Regions from separate parts of the Gasterosteus aculeatus genome. Here region 1 is linked to region 2. The links are chromatin contacts, called in public Hi-C maps. All regions are on one chromosome and are shown on one strand. The core of a region is the stretch at or near the end of the contact, and the rest is flanking DNA. Distances in the headings are between cores, read along the strand shown.

Region 1 (2,700 bases), core at 2-2,501, 94 kb before region 2:
AGGTGCTATGCCCGTGGGTTGCCACAACGTGCAGTAAAAGCATCTATTTTGCGCAGATATCTTAATTTACAAATATTACCGCACACATTAAGAAATTACGATTTATATTTGCGGATCGCACTGCATTTGTGTTTGGGTTTTTAGAGACTGGTCTTACGTCGCAGATCCACAAATGCGTTTTTTCTAAATGAATCTATCTGTAGCCATTCAGATGTCGCCTTCATTTTCAACCAATCGCATGAGCGAAGCTCCCCCCTCCCCTCCCCACGAGCCTTCCAGCGATAATGCAATGCAACTTGAGATGCAACGGGTCCAAAGTCAGCAAACAATGTCATCTGGTAGTGACGATGCTCCGCTTCGATCAAATACATTACTTGTTCAGTGCGCATTTGTGAATCGAATACATTTGAGAATTGTTGCGTATGCATTTGTGAATTGTTCTGTCTGCATTTGCCATTATTGAGACTGATCTGATGCCATACATATGTACTGTATCAGCTTAAGTATCACATGGATGTGTGTAGATTACGTATAACTTTGAATCTGTGTATGGGCGAATCAGTATTTATCTATTGTTCATAATCAGACATTTGATTAATTAAAGCAGTGAAATATCCAGAAGTTTATTAAGCAACAAATAAACTTTACGAAGAGCACAACATGCAGTGGCTTTCCAGTTGTTCTCTGCATCGCTACACTGTACAAACATGTACACTATGAGGGAGTGTGTGAGACAGTCTGTGAGAGACAGTGGACGCTCGGCTGCAGCGCGTGGTGTTCATCACGTAATGTTATGGCTTCAGAAGGTCTTCTTCCAATGAATTATTTCTTGTCTTCAGCATCGATGACGCTCGTAATGGTCATTGCGATGTCATAACGGATCTTTGTGATCTTGGAGAACTCTCTCTATAAAAGGTAAGAACTAACTGATATCACTCCTTCATCAATGAGCTGCCCTTTTTTTCCGGAGGAACCAATCCAGCTGGCTCAAATGAACCTGCGCCGGAGCAGGTTAAAATTTTCGATGTTTCCCTATGGTGATTTAGCCAAACTCGCTTCGGGGAACCGAAAAGCCTGATCTACGTCATCTGAAAATTATCCGGCTAACTCAGTTAGCCACATACGAGGAACGGGGCCCAGGTGTGTGTACTATCAACAAGGGGTTGTTGTGCAAGATTAGTATGTTTAGTGTGTTTGATCATTAGCTAGTATGAAACAAGATTTTTACATCAATATAATTATTGTTAATCACATTATTCATGAATAGGAAAAATGTAAAGAGGGAGAGAGATTGTGTGAGTGTGTGTGTGTGTGTGTGAGAGAGGGGGAGGTGGGCTACAGGTTAAGAAAACTACCTATTGCTGACGTAATCTCTCATGTGAGACCACACGGGGCTATCGAATAAGGCCGGCAATCGTGTGTGTGTGTGTGGGAAGGACTGAAAGCATAATAGATCTTAGCTGCCGCTGTAAGACAAAGAAACTGTTTATGTAGAGACGCGGATGGCAGACTCAGATTTGCCATATACAGCTTTGTGCTTTTAACAGATTTTTATCTGTTAAAAGCACAAAGCTGTATATGGCAAATCTGAGTTTCAGCTACCAGTCTCACGTAGTGACCGATCTTGCAAAAACAGACTCTAGAACAGCAGCAGAAATAGAATATATTTTCAAGGTATTTTACTACAGTGTTTACCAGACTCTGCGGTCTGGAAACTTGCACCTATAACAGGTTATAACCATACAGGAACTATACAGAAAGATTTACGCAGCACTTAACAGAGCCTGGCAGTCTGTAAAAATACACAGTCGTTAAACATTACAGTAAACTTAAAGCAAACAAAACAAGGTTATAAAACACAAACTAAACTAACTGTTAAGAATGGCGTCGTAGAAAGTCTTCTGTTTGACCAGAGAATTCTCAACTACATATCTTACAAGAGCAGCACATTGTCCGTGCCTGCTTACACGTTGAAGAAGGGTTCTTCCTCGTCGTCTTGTCTTAGTCTTTATTGCTGGAGAATTGACTGGAGACACGCTGTCCTGCCTTGTCCTGGGGCAACGAGGTCAGAGCAGATATTATTTGCAGGAGGAGAGGACTTGTTTAATGATCTGAATGGCCAAAGCACATGGACCTCCAGGCTGTCCATGAGAGAGAAATCACACAAAAGGTGTGATCCAACCTCTTGTAGGGGTTTTGGTGTAATCTCACAAAGGTGCCACAACTCAGTTTAGAGAAATTCCAAAGAAATTTAAAAAGTTTTACATTTCAGAACTACATTCATAACGTATTACGTAACTTTTTTTTTTTTCTTTGAACAATGATGACAAATCGACTTGACAATTTCAATCATTTTTTTAGGGCTGTCAACATAAATTAATCTATGCGATTAATGTGGCAGAGATTAATGCAACAAAATATTTTAACGTAATTAACGTACGTTGTAGTCAAGTCAACTTTCTTTGTAACTAATTTTGATTTTTATTATTAACTATTAAATAAACAATGTAATTATAGTTACATCATTAAGCTGTACATATTCAATTCAATTCATTTTATTTTGTATAGCCCAAAATGGCAAATTACAAATTTGCCTCAGAGGGCTTTACAGTCTATACACATACAACATCTTCTGTCCCGAAACCCACCATCGGCACAGGAAAAACTCCCCAAAAAATGAAAAAACCCTTCCAAGAGGGG
Region 2 (2,700 bases), core at 190-2,689:
TGACGTGAACAACAGCAGCTTACAAATATGTGTGTTCAGAAACACCAAACGCACACAAAATGTGGTGATTGGTAGTAAGAAGGATATTTTTCTGGACGCAAACGCACACCAAAGTATTTAGGCTCGATAAAGCAGAGTTTTAAAGGTTTGGTTTGTCACTTTTTAAGTCACTCGCTTCCTTTTCCTCCATCGGTCCCTTTTTCTGGCACAAAGCCGAGCGCCCCCTTCCCTCCGTCACACTTCATACTTTAACTCCTTCCTTCCTCCTTTTCTTTCTTTCCGTCTGATACAGAGCCAGAAATACAGCTTGACAGCCGTACCTTTAGGGAGGGCGTGTTAACACCTCCTCCCACACACACGCCAGGGCCTTCGGACCTGTTTATGAAGTGTGCGCCTCGTGGCATTTAGGCACCGATAAATACGCGACGCGAAGGAGGAAGACATTTTGAATTGAATATTAAAGATTTTCCCTTTGAAGAAGGATTCTACTGACGCTCTTTTGTTTTGCGGCTCAATGCAGAAGGTTCTGGAATCGCTGTTGAGTTGTGTTTTATATTCATGTGTCTTTTTCACACGCCTCGGACCCGACAATGGTGACATTCCCTTGTACGTAATTGGTTTAAAGCCACCCAAGTGCACATAAAAGAGAAGAAAACGTTCATGGCTTATGAATGGCGACGTATTTAAAACAAAATAAGGTAACTAGGAGCTTCACACGGCGAGCAAAGTGTGCATGCTCGCCCGTGTGTGAGCATATGGGGTTACATGTTGGATATAAAGGCTCCGTCCTCCCTCGCGCTGCAACCTGAGTCCATGCGTGTGCACTCACACACGCATGCGAATCAGCAGACATACTTTAACGCCGCCAATCACTCGTCACCACAAACCCTCGTGACAGCTTTCTATCTATTAGCACTCTCCTACCACGTGGCCCTGAGGCTCGGATCCCTCTCAGTGCTGCGTCATATCGCATTGATATCACCTGAAACCTCACTTCAGGTATTTTATATGTATATATGTTATATCACATGACGTAAGGAGCAGACAGATATTTTGACATTGGCATGAAAAGGGGGGAACAAAGGGAAATGTAACTAAACCTTCCAGCCAGCGCCTCGTACATTTATTAATTAGCAATAAAATATTGTTGTTTGACAGAATGGCAGGTTGTGTTTGCAAAAAGCTTTTGTTATGTTCGGAAGGCTTTTGGCTGTAGTATCTAGTGGCTGCTATTTAAATAAGATTTACATCAACAGTAATCATTTACTCCCCAGGAAGTAAAGTAAGAGAATTTGAAGAGTTACTGTTTAACTGCAAACAGTGAGGTACTGTGTGCAAAGCATGGGGGGGGGTGAGGAGTGGGAGGGAGGGAATTACGGTGTAGAATGTCCTCCTCGGCGTTGGAGTTGACCTGAGAGCAAAGTTAATCCTCCACTAACTTAGCGAGGGAGAGAGAGAACGGGAGAGAAGCCAGAGTTGCATTCTGCACAGTTTGACTCAAACAAAGACACTTGCATTTGATAAAAAGTCCGAATAACAGACAAAGAAAAGAGAGGTTCTCCAACACTGGACTAACGGATAAAGATCCACTTAACTGAGAATGGGAGGTTAACAAATCTATATCCGAGGGCATGCACTTGCTCCTGAAGAAGGATTTTTAAGCTATCATCAGTGTGTGTGTGTGTGTACGGTCTATGTGGACTGTCCAGTTCTGGGGTCTGATTGTATGTCGGTGTGAGAGGCAGACACATGCCAGGTGCTGGTCCCGTCCGGGATGCCAGCTGCAGCACTGAAGCCTGCTCCGAAGGACGTCGGGACAGAGGGAGGGGCCGGACGAGAGGACCGCGGGTCCTCGGGACGGGAGCGACCGGCCCTGCCTTCCCTGAAGGTCCCCAGGGAGCTTCTGCGGAGCTTCCCCCACTCCAAACGGGTGGGATCCTATCTAGTAGGGAAAATGATCAACAAGGGATCTTTCGCCAAAGTGATGGAGGGGCTGCACATCGGCACGGGGGAAAAGGTCAGTGCTTTCTGCAGGGGGGGAGAAGAGACAGGACGAGGCGTGAAGAGACTCCGACTGTCTCACATTCATGCAAGATTACGATGACATGGTTGTGACTTTAACTGATTGTTATCTGGCTATTATCATTGTCATGTGTACAAAAAAACACCCTCAGACCCATATCTATCACAAGGATGAATATTTGAGGGTTCTTACAGGAACAGAGCTTTGTACCAAAGATCTTAAGAGGTCTGCAGTGGGTCTGTTCCTGATGAATATAATCAATTCAATTCAATTTATTTGCTGTAGCCCAAAATTACAAATTTGCCTCAGTGCCTCACAGTCCACTACTGTCTATGATTCTGCTCGAGAACCCTGAATCCATCAGGTTATGTATATATTTCCATCATACGAGTGTAGTCGCCTCTTATTGGGTAAAACACGCTGGTGTCGGATTTATTCTAAGTACATTAAACAGGGACGAATCTGGGTTGGTTAAAAGTTGTTGCAGAGGCGTATTCCACGGCAACAGCACTTAACGCCATTTCTATGTTCTCTTAACGTAAAACAGCAGTTTCAAGTTACAAAAAAATCTCGTCGTATCTCGAGGCCTCCATTTTGATTTACTGGAGGGGCCTCTTCCTGAAACTCGCTTCATTCCATGTGAGTGAACGTGACTTTTATAATGTTACGGAAACACA

The links. A called contact is a pair of places that touch in the nucleus more often than the background predicts.
Region 1: a Hi-C map of skeletal muscle shows a contact between it and region 2, with 4 times the contacts expected there. The contact joins the enhancer-like site here to the promoter of LOC120807628 in region 2. A contact is called at or near these places in 3 of 6 Hi-C or Micro-C datasets (skeletal muscle and whole body).

Annotation. Positions count from the first base shown.
Region 1 is chr18:2,823,377-2,826,076 of fGasAcu3.hap1.1, reverse strand. No RefSeq gene overlaps it. Among protein-coding and RNA genes, the nearest start is that of meis2b, 25 kb to the left of the region's middle. Within about 2 kb of position 1,251, at least 1 of the 9 cell types and tissues checked has open chromatin away from gene starts, as enhancers often do.
Region 2 is chr18:2,729,934-2,732,633 of fGasAcu3.hap1.1, reverse strand. LOC120807628 (hormonally up-regulated neu tumor-associated kinase) reads left to right here and starts at 1,439. Exons shown (of 11, transcript XM_078094067.1): 1 at 1,439-2,017. The coding sequence starts at 1,775.